2 separate regions of the Macaca mulatta genome follow, and region 1 is linked to region 2. Evidence: chromatin contacts called from public Hi-C data. All regions are on one chromosome and are shown on one strand. The core of a region is the stretch at or near the end of the contact, and the rest is flanking DNA. Distances in the headings are between cores, read along the strand shown. Region 1 overlaps IL19 (interleukin 19). Region 2 overlaps MAPKAPK2 (MAPK activated protein kinase 2).

Region 1 (6,949 bases), core at 721-3,220, 77 kb after region 2:
TGGTCCTCTTCTCTTTACAGCTCTGTCTCTGTGCCCTCCCCATTCCTGGTCAGCCTCCAGCACTGTTGGCCCACCTGCCTATCTCGGACCTCTACTGCTCTGGGTCAGTCTTAGACAAACTACTACTCCTCCTTCTCTGCCTGTCCAACATCACTCATCCTTCCAGTCAAAAGTCTGTGTCTCTATAAAGGCTTCTCCATCCCACCTGAGTCAGACCCAAGAGCTCCCTCTTCTGTGCTGTCCCTGCACTTTTGATTCACTTCTGTTATTACCCCCACTTCCTTGGAGGACAGTTATTTGTTCTTATGTTCATATCGTTCTTATGTTCTTATGTTAAGTAGACTGAATTTCTTGGGGACTACATCTTAATTATCTCTGTATCCCTGGTCATAAGCAACAGTGCCTGACACATCACAGACTCTTAGTACATACTCTATTTGTCAGTGAAGGGTGATTATCTGGGTATCTTGACTGTTGGGGTTGAGGTAGGATGAAGGTAGCTTTGGGAAGAACTCCAATGAGCAGAAAAAGGGAAGGGACATTCCTGGTGGAAGAAACAGTTTGAACAAAGGCACTGCCGTGGAAAGGCACGGACAAACATGGGAGCCTGCAAGGAAGGAGGGGAAGGGGAGGCTGTAGCACAGGGTGCTCTGAGCACTGTCCTGGGCTCCTTGTGCGCATCAGTGAATGCACCAGGCCTTTGCAGAAACTTGATGTATTGGCACTGATCCGTAGATAAGGGAACAGAGGCCCAGGAAGGTCACACAGCTCATGAGTTGGTGATGGAGATGGGATTAGACCATTCCATTAGACTCTAAAACCCATGGCTTATTGGGGCCCTAGAGAACACTTAGTAATTCAGGTTGCCTGGTGCCTAGAGTAAGTGAGTAGGTTGTGAGAGGAGGTTAAGTGTGGAAAGGTGTACATGGCAGAATTATATTATTCATAATATCTAGGGTGTTTTTTTTTTCTGCCTTCCATGTGCCAAAACCTGGACTAAGCATTTTTATATATCACCTCATCAAAACGAACAGCACCTTTATCAAGTGATTACCCTTATTTTACAGATAAGGAAACTAAATGTCAGAGAGTTCAATAATTTTCCCAAGATCACGCAGCCAATAAGTGATGGAGCCATGACTTAAATTCAGGTAGTTTGATGACACAACCCAGACTAATTGGGAAAGAGCTTCATGGGTAAGTTGTGAGTCATAACTTAATTTGAATCCCTGGTGACATATTGGAGGTATAAATTTTCCTTTTTTTTTTTTTGCCATGGGCAAGTTCCAAGCCTGGGCTTCACTTCCAACACTGTCCCTCCCTTCCCTGTACAGTTCTGCCCACTTGCCCTGTCTTCTTGCTCTGTCCTCTATGCCCACATGTATAGAATTGGATCCCCAAGCAAGGCTAACTGCTAGCCTTAAAGAAAGACCAATCTTCTGGCAGATAAGAAGGCCTGTTAAGGAAGATGAGGGGACAGGAAAGCAAGGGGAATGTCAGAAAAATAAGGGGCCTGGCCAATATCTCAAGAACAGATGCAGCAGTGGCCCTGGAAGGGCAGAGGGGATGTCATTTCCTTCTCCAGATCCCTTTTTTCCTTTGAGGTTCAGTCCCAAATGGGTAAAGTTCAAATACTAGCCTTACTCAGAATTCCCTAGTCCTGCTTGCTCAAAAGGTGGATCCTGTCCTCACTCTGATCTTCAAAACGTCTTTTTGTGGGGCTTGAGAGTTTGCCTTTTTAAAACCAGCACCGCAGAGAGTCTACACATTGAGGGTCTTGCCTTCGGTAATGCAGTTACATCCATGGGCTTTCTCTATCGCTGCTGAGAGAACTTGAAGTGCCAGGAAGTTGGGGTTGGACGCCTTCCAGTTCCTTGCCCTAATCAGAGGCATTGACCTCAGGCCCTGTGTAGGAGTCCCCATCTTTCGGAATTAGTGATGTGGTTAGAGTAGCAACGTGACTCTCTGTGGACGGAAGAAGGTAGGTCGGATGTGAGAGTCTCCCTCCATGAACATGTGTGCGTCATCTCAGTCAAAGCTTGTATCTTTACTCTCAAAAACAAGTCATTTTTGTTCCTGTCAGCATCTTGGCCAGCCCACAACAAAGAGTACAAGCTGGATGCTGTGCTGCAGTAAAGAGGCCCAGACACAGGCCTCAGGTGATCCTGTAGGGCATGGCGGGAGAGAACAAGAAAGGATTATTCCCCCAGGGGCTGATGGGGCTGCCTTCAGCAACACAAAAACATGCTTACAGAAAACTGCCAGAGGACATAGGAGTGATCTGCTTGCATGAGGTTTTTCAACCACCAGGAATGGGGTGACCTAGTCCAGAGCCCTCTAATAAAGTGACTTTCAACCTGACTGCACTTCAAAATAATCGGAAGCTTTAACAAATAGAGATGCCCAGGCCTCATCCCAGATGTACCAAATTCATCTCTTAGGGATGGGGTCTGGGACTCTGTGCAAAGTCCCCGGGAATTCTGGAATAACTAATCTGGCATTGCTCCAGGAAATAGCAGTTCGAAAGCACTCCAGTAAGGTGGGAGTGAAAATTATTCCAGCTTGAACACTACAATATTAAGTCATCCTTTCTCTCTTTGCCATGTCTCTTCCCTTCCCTTTCTTGCTCTCTATGACATGGCATGAGGCTCAGAAGAGCTTCCTCTCTCATGCTTCTTGCAGGGCAGTTCAGGGAAAGATGTAGCTGTGTAAATTCCAGGAGGGCTTCAACTATATTTAAATATGGGTTGCTTGCCACATTCACCTGCCTGTCAAGTCTGCAGATGACAGCTGCAGAATGTGGCACCCAGGCCTTGAAAGTTGTGAAGCAAAATTGGATAACATCTGTCCGAGTCATAACAAAGAGAGTTCCTGTGCTGGGAGCAGGGGCTAATGAACCTGGAGATCCTTTCCAACACGGACATTCCCTGATGCCGATGATAACCTTTTCAAATGGTTGTTTTCTTGATTTTTATCTGTTTCTGGCACCTCCTTTGATTCCCTATATGACGATAACCCCCAGGTTGAGTGCAATGAAATAATTTAGGTAATGAGAAGCTGAAAGTTACTAGAGATGGAAGCAATTAGGGTGTATAAAGTGTGCATTGTGTGAGTCATAGGCTGTGTCTTTAAGCAACAAGCTTTTATTGGTGTCAGCATCTTTCTAAGCACAATGCAAACCCAATAAGGATGAGATTTGGGGTTTGAAAGTGTTTCCAACCAGAGATGCCTGAGAGAATGACCCAGGGATCAAACAGAGATGCAGGAGAGTGAGACTTCAGTGAAACTCATCTCAACCTGTTTCCTCAACTGCTTTCCACACCTTTGTTTGGGGTTGGAGGAATAGAAAATGGGCTTGGATTTTTCAATCTAAAATTCTCTGTTCGAGCCTGAAATTCTCTTACCTTATAGGAAGAGTAGCTGTATCTTTCAGGGATAGAATGAGAGCTAACTGCATGTGTGAAATTATCTGAATCCCAGAGAAATGCTCTTTAGAAGAATCTACCAGACTCCTTCCTTTCTAAATCATACCCTTCTTCGAAGTTCCCATCAGTCCTTGGATCCTCTGTGGACACTGTTCTGATCATTCAGGCACGAAATGATCTCCTGCTGTCTGCATCCCTGGCTCTGATTCTAGAGTACACACCTGTATCGGCACAATTTATTTGGCTATTAATCATGTATGTATTTCTGATAGCTCTCAGCTGCCTGGGATGGTTATTTACTTTTTTGTGCTAGTTTTACCTTCTCAATGGGACTTTGAGCAAATTAAGAGTGAAAACACATCTGTACTGATCCATTTACACGTCCAATAAATAGATTTTAGTGCCAACTTGTGCAGCCACTGCTCTAGGTCTTGATACAAATATATACCAGGTGGTAGAGGCTATAAAGACAAAGCAGGTTAAGGGGAGTTAAGTGATAGAATCAGGAAAATCATTGACCTGAAAAATGAATAATAACGTCATTCACTTTTTTCTGTTTATCAAAGAATGCCATATGCTAGATGCTAAAACAATTTACATGTGTGTGACTAGAGCAAGCCATTATAAAAAGGAAACAATCCAAATGGAAGAAATATTTTATCAGGCTGGAAAATACAGTTATTGAATTAAAGTCCAAAATGCAAGTCATAGCTTACAAATGGACACTGCAGAAAACTGAAACAATGAGTAAAAGGCAAACTAAAGATAAATTTCCTAGAACACAAAAGCAAAAGATAAAGAAATGAAAATGAAAGAATAGAGTAAACATGAAATAGAGATATCAAAGAGCTAACCTACATATAACAGGAGTTCCTAAAAATAATGAACAGACTCTTTTGGAGCAGAAGCCATATGTAGAAAATATAATGGCTTTAAGTAAAATCTTATTTTAAAAACTGAATGTGCTTACTGTATTCATCAGGAGTCTGGCTTGTGTCAGGGTCAGTTTAAACTGGCTTAAACAAAAAAGGAATTTTGCTGGTTCACTTAACGAAGTCCAAGGGTTCACTAGGAATTCATCCCTGCTGCTCTTGCTTTTCTCTGGGTTGCCGTCATTCTTGGGAGGGTTGTCCCTGTAGGGTGACATTCAGTATCTCCAGACTTACATTCTCCCAGTTTACCAATCCCAGTGGAAAAGAGAGTCCTAATACATGTGCCATTAACCTTGGGTTAATCCTCATTGATTTTGATTGGCTTGGCTTGGGTCATGTACTCACCCTTGAATCAATCTATGCAATTGAGAAGGATTGTTGCCTTAATTTCACTGGCAGCACACACCCACTCCTGGGATGAGAGGATGGGTCAGCTTTGTCATATGGACTGCAAATAAGGGAGAAATCACCAGAGGAAAATGGGGTTGCTAATTTCAGAAGAAAGGGGAATGAATGTTAGGTAGGCTAAATAACATCACATTGGGCAGATAGAAAAGAGCTACTACTCTCAAATCTATCCAGGTAGAACTTTTATATCTAAAATATTACAAAAACTCTATAAATAAGTAGGCAGGGAGAAAAAAAGTCAAGCATTCTTCAGACTTACTTTCCATGACTCTAAATGTGAGAAGACAATGAAACAAAGCATTTTAATCTGTGAAGGAAAGAAGTTGTGTGACCTGAGAATTCTATGCCTAGGTAAATTGTCACTCATAACATATGCACTCGGAAAATACAATTCCCAGGACTCTCCCTGAGCAAACTAGTAAAAAGTGTATCACAATAAGGATAAATTAGAGCTGGTACAAATTATCACCCAGTCCTATCATTCTACCTCTGAAATACACTACAAATTGGTCCCCTTTCCACTGTCAACCTGGTATCCTGTTAGTCCAAGTCAATATCATATTTTACCTGGACTATTGCCACAGCGTATTAACTTGCCTGTCTCTTCTACTCTTAGCCCTTCTGAGTCATTCTCTACATGTCATCCAATGGTCTAGTAAACCAGATCATGTCACTTTCTTGCTTAAAATAAATTTACAGTTTCTTATGGGTATTAGTTTGTTCTCCCACTGTTATAAAAACATACCCAAGACTGGGTAATTTATAAAGGAAAGAGGTTTAATTGACTCACTGTCCTGCAGGGCTGGGGAGGCCTCAGGAAACTTACAATCATGGCAGAAGTGGAAGCAAACACGTCCTTCTTCATATGGCAGCAGGAAGAAGTGCTGAGCAAAGAGGGAAAAGCCCTTTATAAAACCAGCAGATCTCATGAGAACTCACCCACTATTACTAGAACAGCAGCATGGGGGTAACTGCTCCCATGATTCAGTTACCTCCCACCAGGTACCTCCCATGACATGTGGGGATTATGGGAACTACAATTCAAGATGAGGTTTGGATGGAGATACAGCCAAACCATATCCTACGGCATGTAGAGTCAATTCAAGCTCCTTGCTATGACCTTCAAGACCTTGCCTGATTCTACCTCTGCAGTTATTCCCAGCCCAGCCACACTATCCTCCACTCACCATGCTATAGTCACATAGCCACTGATCAGTTCTTGCTGTGCATATGCTAAGCTCCTTCTTCTCTCAGGGCCTTCACTCATGCTGTTCCCTAGACCTGGAACTCTCTTCCCTCAACCCTTTCTTTTCCTGGCTCCTTCTTTCTCATTACATCTCAGCTTACTTATATCACCTCTTCAGATGTCCTCTGGTCTCACAATCTGCAAATAAGCTTCCTTTAATTTTTTTTTGGCATCTTTATCTCAGACCACTAATCACAAAATGTAGCTATATATTTATGTGTTTACTTGTGTTACATTTGTCTTCTCTTAGAGTATGAACCCCACAAAAGCAGGGGCCATGTTTAATTTAGTTGCCACTGAATTCCCAGATCTTAGCACAGTGTATGACACAGAAATGGTGTGCAATTTATATTTGTAGGAGTAAGGCAAGAAGAAACATTGAAATGGGGTAACTATATATAGAAACAAATATATAGAAATGAGTTATGGGAATTGATTTAACTATAATTTCTAAGGTGATGGTAAACATTTTTTTCTATTAAAGAGATGAACTATGGTGTTAAAAAATGGAGCAGAAAGCATATTTAAAAGAGTAAATAAACACATTCAGTATATAGTGCTTTTGGTTCCTAATTTGGTGCCTTAAAAATTGATATAGGCCGGGTGTGGTGGCTCATGCCTGTAATCCCAGCACTTTGGGAGGCTGAGGCAGGCAGATCACTTGAGGCCAGGAGTTCGAGACCAGCCTGGCCAACATGGCGAAACCCTGTCTCTACTAAAAATACAAAAATTAGCCGGGTGTGGTGACACATGCCTGTAATCCCAGCTACTCTGGTGACTGAGGCATGAAAATCACTTGAACCCTAAAGGTAGAGGTTGTGGTAAGCCAAGATTGCACTATTGCATTCCAGCCTGAGAAACAGAGCGAAACTCCATCTAAACAAAAACAAACAAACAACAGCAAAAAAACCTGTACCAAACAAAAGATACTGACTGAC
Region 2 (6,568 bases), core at 3,812-6,311:
ACCCCCCGTTCTGTGGCATTAGTGGTACTGGTTAACAGTGATGAATGCCTTTCTGACAATAAAGCACTTTTAGAGGTATTATTTCATTAGATGCTCATAATGTTTCTGTGAAGGGGAGGCTAGGCAGGTATCATCGCTCCTAAATGCATGTGGCACAGGCTCTGAAAGGCAGACCTCTCTGTGAAGCTGTGCAAGAAGAAACTGACAATTTTCAGACTGGGCCAAGTCTTCCCTGATTGTAGCTCTACAACCATGCATTGCTTCTGAGTAAATCTGACAACTTTAATTCTCCTCTGGGCTCCAGGTCTTATGTGCCTGTAGGGGGCGATCGAGGTTCTTTCTGCGTGGCTGCTCTGGAAACCTTGTTCCTCCTGAACCCTTTGAATTTAGCACTCTTACAGCATATAATCTCACTGGATTTTAAGGATTTTCTGTGTCTCCCCTCATATCTTCTTCTGCCTCCACTAGCCTAGGCTTTTCCAGATCAGGACTGTTCTATTTGGTTTTGACATTCAGTGCAATGCATGGCCCATAGTAGGAGCTCAGTAAATGCTTGTTGGATTGAATTATATACAAAGGAAACTGGCCATTGCCTTCTCTTGCTCCCCTTAGAGCATGGGAAAATAAACTTTTTTCCTGGTACATCCAAATGAATGAAGTCGAAGGCTGGGCGTGGTGGCTCACACCTGTAATCCCAGCACTTTGGGAGGCCAAGGTAGGTTATCACTTGAGACCAGGAGTTCGAGATCAGCCTGGCCAACATGGCGAAACCCCATCTCTACTAAAAACATCAAAAAATTAGCCAGACCTGGTGGCTCACACCTGTAATCCCAGCTACTCAGGAGGCTGAGGTGGGAGTATCATTTGAACCTGGGAGGTGGAGGTTGCAGTGAGCCAAGATTGTGTCATTGCACTCCAGTCTGGGCAACAGAGCAAGACCCGGTCCCCAAAACAACAACAAAAAATCTCGAAGGAAGTTAAAGGTGGCAGAACTGAAGACCCATGCCGTGTCCTCATATGGCCACAAGGTGGCAGTGTGACCTCATGGGAACCTTGCCTCCTGCACCTATTGGCTCCAGCCACCTGTTACTCCATGGTATCTAGCCATTGATTCCTTCTAGATACCTGTTTGGGGAATTGCCTCTGCAAAGTCAGTCAGAGAAATCTTGGCTTCCAGCCTCCTCTAAAAACTGGGTGGTGTGGTGGAAAGCCTTGGTCTTTGGAATCTACCAGGCCTGGATTCCAACCTTGGCTCTGCCTTTTCTCAGAAACTTAGCCTTGGGCATGCTACTTCCCTGAGCCTCAGCTTCCTCATCCTGTAAAATGGCAAATGTACAGTTAGGAAAAACCCAACATACCATGGGCCATAGCATGAATGTATGCCAGCTTTCTTGTTGGAAATGCTCATTTGCCCTTCCCTGCCCCCTGCAAGCTGGCTCCATCGTGGCCATCTGATCTTATTTGCAAGCTTCAGACACTTTCTAGCAGGTTCTTAGGCCTCCCTGCTGTATCACCCCAGCTCCACTCCATCTCAGTCAGTCAGCACCTGCTTGCCACATTCCCCTCTGCCTGCATGCCTTCCCTCTGCCTGTCCATTTCCTTCCCAGCCTGTCTCTTGGACACCCCAGCCCTCTGAATGTCCAAAGCAGCTGGAGTGTAGACCATATAGGGCTCTTCTTGACTTCCCATGAAGATGCTAAATCTATGAGTGTCGTTGTCTGAATTATTTTGGCACCTGTGCTTGCACTTAGCAGACAATTGGTGATAAAAATGACAGCTATTAGTGAGCATATATGTCAGACACTCTGTGAGGTGCTTTGTGGAAATATTTCACTTAATCCTCACAACAAATATGTGAAACAGAAGCCATTATCCATCCCCACTTTACAAAGGAAGGGTAGATCAGGATGATTTTGGCTCCAGGCAATAAAAAATTTCACGAAAAGCAGCTTAAACAGTAAGAAGAGTTTATTATCTTGTCAAAAATAAGTCCTGAGGGATCCCTGGTGATGTCAGCAAGGATCCAGGTAGTTGCCATCTCTCCTGGTTGCCTTCCTTGGTGCATTGGTTTATCCTCTTAGGCCCCCCTTACTGGTAATGATGTGACTGTCATGGTCCCAGGTGCCATATACAGGAGAGAGATGTAGGTTTCTTGTGCTCCCTTTAAGAAGCCTCTTAGCAGATTTCTTACAAGGTTCTTGGCCAGTTGGGTTGTAGGCTCGTTCCCAAGCCAGTCACTAGCAAAGGGACTGGAATTAATGAGACTGGCTTAGACAAGTCAAGATTGAACCCCTGAGGCTGGTGAGAAGCCAGCCTTCTTTAATACCCCCAGCCAACTTGTCCAGGGAGAAGGGGTATCAATGAGGTTCAGTGAGTTAAGTAACTTGCTCAGGCTTGGAAATCTAGTAATAACTGGATTCAAATCGGCATCTAGCTGACTTCCAAGGCCATCTGTTGCCTGGTTGAAGTCAGCCACAGAGGTAGAGAGAACATTATTCTGGATTTGTTGTGCTGGGTCTGAGTAATTGAGGAGGTGCCTTTTCCTCTGGACTCTGGAGTCTCTGTTCTCTCTAGCCCCCTTTCCCATACTGTATTGGTTTTTCTCAGTCGGCCTTTCTTCCTGAAGCCCCTTCACCCCCTGCTTCCCAGTACCTGAGTGCTGTTTGCCTTCTAGAGTAGACTTCATGGCCTAAGCTGGAGACAGGCCTAAGCTGGACTGAATGGCCCGAGGGCTGATCTCAGTGTAGCTGTCAAGGCCCCAAAAGAGTCATCGTGAGATTTCATATAGAGCAGATAAGGAAATGCAGAGGCCTCAGGAAATGTGCCAGGGGGGCTGGTAGGAAGGGCCAGCAGGAGTGGGGGGTTTGTGGTGTGTCGGTGGCAATGTCAGGGCATGCGGGCCGGGGGCTTAGAGCAGGGCCATGTGATAGCGCAGTCACTCAGGAAGCTGTTTGGCCTGCAGATGCTTCAGGACTGCCCCAAGGCCCGCAGGGAGGTGGAGCTGCACTGGCGGGCCTCCCAGTGCCCGCACATCGTACGGATCGTGGATGTGTACGAGAATCTGTACGCAGGGAGGAAGTGCCTGCTGATTGTCATGGAATGGTAAGCAGCCACTGTTCGGGTCCCGGCCCAGCCTGTCCCCTCTCCTCACTCAGGCACGTTGCCCTCTGAGAACAGCCCAGGGATGGGCCTGAAGCCTGAAATGTAAACACTTGATTTTTGGGGGGTCAGTAGAGAGTGGCGGTGGGCTGTTGTGTTCTCTGGATCTCACTGTGGCTTCATTTCAGTTTGGACGGTGGAGAACTCTTTAGCCGAATCCAGGACCGAGGAGACCAGGCGTTCACAGAAAGAGGTAGAAAGGGTCTGTTGTGGGAACAGGTGCAGGCAGGCAGGGCAGTGGGGGTGTGAAGGGGGCCTCTGCAGTGCCTGCTCTTGGGGAAGGGTGTTGAGGCTGCTGTCCCCTCCAGCACACTGCAAGGGCTGCCTCAGCTGACCAGCGCAGCTCCTGGTGGCTTTGTTTCTGGGGTGGGTGGTGGCTGTGGGGAGCCTCAGGCTACACAGAGGTGGGACTGGTGCACTGGGTTTTCAAGCCTAATGACATGTCCTTGTGACTTTCCTTCCCACTCTCTCTTCCCTCCCTTCTACAGAGGCATCCGAAATCATGAAGAGCATCGGTGAGGCCATCCAGTATCTGCACTCAATCAACATTGCCCATCGGGATGTCAAGGTGCCAACTGTTCACAGCCCTAAGCCCGAGTGCTGTGGGGGCAACAGGGGGGCCTGGCCACCCCAGGGATGGTTGCCAGGCCACCCGACGTCCTTGCTGCCTGGTTCCTGAGCATGCCATTCTCTGCCCTGTAGGGCCTTGCCCTCTCTGCCCATGGGCAAACTCATAAACCCAGTAGTGAAGCATTCTCTGACCCCACTCAGCCCTGTGGTTCTCCTCAGGCAGAACCCCCCAGTCACACTGTTGGTTTCTCTGTCCCTGTGGTGTTTACTGTGGGTTCTGTGTGTCACTCTCTTATCTCCAGGCACTCTGGAAACCCTGCAGAGGCAGGCACTTGCCCATAGAGAGCTGCCACTCCTTGTAGTGGGCAGTGCATGGGCTGGGCAGACACCCGCAGAGAGCTGCCACTTCTTGTGGTGGGCAGTGCCCGGGATAGGCAAATGGTTGCTGGATGAGCAGAGGAAGGAAGGAACCAGCACCCTTTTGTTTCTGATAGCCCCTCCCAGGTCCAGCAGGGTTGCTATTTTTCTGTCTCTCTTTCTGTAGCCTGAGAATCTCTTATACACCTCCAAAAGGCCCAACGCCATCCTGAAACTCACTGACTTTGGCTTTGCCAAGGAAACCACCAGCCACAACTCTTTGACCACTCCTTGTTATACGCCATACTATGTGGGTAAGTCCCCAGGGGGCCCAGGGACCTAGTCTTTTCCCAGAACTTTTCTCAGCCCCTCCTCTTGATTGTCGGGGGGCGCCGCAAATCCTAGGAGAGTTGTGTCTATGGCCCCTTCTGGTGCTGGTTCTGCTGGGACCTGCTGAGAAGTTGGGCTTGTCAGAGCGAAGCTACAGTGGAGGAATTGTAAGAAAGGATCTGCTGGGATCTTTCTGAGAAGAGCCATGGTTTCCATCAGATTCTCAGTGGAATCTGGACCCAGGTCTTGTTCTGGAGCCTCAGCTGATTGGCATGGAAAAAGCTTTCAAAGCATGTTCAGAGCATCTGTGAAATTACATGGATGGCATAGGTCTGAAAGTCTCATGCAGTTCAGGATCTTTAAAATCTTAAGATCCTAGTTCCAGGGTTTCTCGTGGAGGAGGGTATTCTGTTCCAGTCCCTGGGCTGGGCTTCAGCTCTTCCTTCTGCACCCCAGCTGCTGCCACCTCATGATAGGCTGAAAGTTGGGATGGGGAGCATCTTTCACAGAGAAACTGAGTGGATCACAGGATTCTGAGGGCTGGCCCACCCATGTTGACCTTTGGTTTGCAGCTCCAGAAGTGCTGGGTCCAGAGAAGTATGACAAGTCCTGTGACATGTGGTCCCTGGGTGTCATCATGTACATCCTGTGAGTGTGCTGGGGAGGGCGCTGGGTGGGGCAGGGAGTCAGGGCGGCCAGTACTTCTCCAGGACAAGAGGAAGAGGCAGATGTTAGATTCCTCTTTCTACAGGGGAGGTCCCCTGCGTGCCCCTTCTCTCAGTTCCGATAGCTAAGTGGCGGGTGTAAACCAGCTCATGGACTGGAAAGTGTGCGCCTTAGATACTTGCTATGCTGGATTCCCGGGCCCCGTCCTTGGCTTTGTATGTTGTGCTTGTGTCAATGAGCCCTGATTTCTCTGTGACCTTTACAAGGAGAAGAGCCTGTTTCTCATCCTGTTCCTGGTGCAGGGCCCCTAAGTGACAGCTGTTGTGTCTCCCACTTCCTTCCTTCTGTTGATGCAGGCTGTGTGGGTATCCCCCCTTCTACTCCAACCACGGCCTTGCCATCTCTCCGGGCATGAAGACTCGCATCCGAATGGGCCAGTATGAATTTCCCAACCCAGAATGGTCAGAAGTATCAGAGGAAGGTAAGAACCCAGGCTTTCAGGACAAGGGGAAGAGCCTCTGTGTGTGTGTGTGTGTGTGTGTGTGTGTGTGTACACACAGACACACGTATGGGCCTCCATCTCATGTGCCTGGTGTAACTGTGGGTTAACACCTGTGCCCATGCCTGCGGGGTGCGTCCTGCCTCATTTTGCCTGTGTGGAGGGCCAGTGGCAGGGCCGAGGCTGTGGGGCTGGGCAGGGCCTATCAAGTGGTAGAGCCGTCGTGGTCCTTGGGGCTAGTTGTTCAGGCAGCCTGCCTCCATGCAACCCCTCTTTGAATCTGGTTTCCCCATGAAAACTGGGGAAAGGAGCAGGCCAGCGAGAGTGGCCCCTGAGCTGTCGCTGCCCCCTGCCCCATCCCACAGTGAAGATGCTCATTCGGAACCTGCTGAAAACAGAGCCCACCCAGAGAATGACCATCACCGAGTTTATGAACCACCCCTGGATCATGGTAAGCTCGGCAGACTGGGGAACCTTGGGTCCCACGTGACTATTCCACGGGACAGAGTCTTAGGACCCTGCCCACCCCAGGCTTTCACTCGGACCCCTTTTCTGTCTTCTCAGCAATCGACGAAGGTCCCTCAAACCCCACTGCACACCAGCCGGGTCCTGAAGGAGGACAAGGAGCGGTGGGAGGATGTCAAGGTGAGGGGCACCACTGGGCGAGAGGGGCTCCGGGTGGGGTGGGCGGCTTGCAGGGATTGCCCAGGTGTGAGGCATGGTGCTGGTAGGGGAGAGCTTGATTCTGCCTCTTTCATCCCAGGGGTGTCTTCATTACAAGAACAGCAACCAGGCCACTTGGCTGACTAGGTTGTGAACAGAGAATTCTGTGTTCCTGTCCAAACTCAGGACTGTTTCTTAGAATCCCTTTACTCCCTGGGTCTCTAACGGGACCTTAAAGACCATCTGGTATAATGTTCTCATTTTGCAGAAGAGAAACTGAGGCCCCAGAGCAGGGGGACAGGCAGTCTGCTCAAGGTCACGCAG

What was found. A called contact is a pair of places that touch in the nucleus more often than the background predicts.
Region 1: a contact with region 2 is called in a Hi-C map of blood, with 4 times the contacts expected there. The contact joins two enhancer-like sites. A contact is called at or near these places in 4 of 14 Hi-C or Micro-C datasets (CD4 T cells, blood, cortical neurons and 1 more).

What each region holds. Positions count from the first base shown.
Region 1 is chr1:64,549,926-64,556,874 of T2T-MMU8v2.0, forward strand. The region is part of intron 2 of IL19 (interleukin 19); the gene reads left to right. Among named protein-coding and RNA genes, the nearest start is that of IL10, 33 kb to the left of the region's middle. Within about 2 kb of position 1,971, at least 6 of the 40 cell types and tissues checked have an H3K27ac peak or open chromatin away from gene starts, as enhancers often do. A contact at or near this core is called in blood, where this site is marked.
Region 2 is chr1:64,470,285-64,476,852 of T2T-MMU8v2.0, forward strand. MAPKAPK2 (MAPK activated protein kinase 2) reads left to right here. Exons shown (of 10, transcript XM_078004832.1): 2 at 2,963-3,102; 3 at 3,288-3,352; 4 at 3,648-3,727; 5 at 4,274-4,400; 6 at 4,989-5,064; 7 at 5,439-5,563; 8 at 5,947-6,032; 9 at 6,146-6,226; 10 at 6,345-6,568. The coding sequence ends at 6,398. Among named protein-coding and RNA genes, the nearest start is that of MAPKAPK2, 43 kb to the left of the region's middle. Within about 2 kb of position 5,062, at least 6 of the 40 cell types and tissues checked have an H3K27ac peak or open chromatin away from gene starts, as enhancers often do. A contact at or near this core is called in blood, where this site is marked.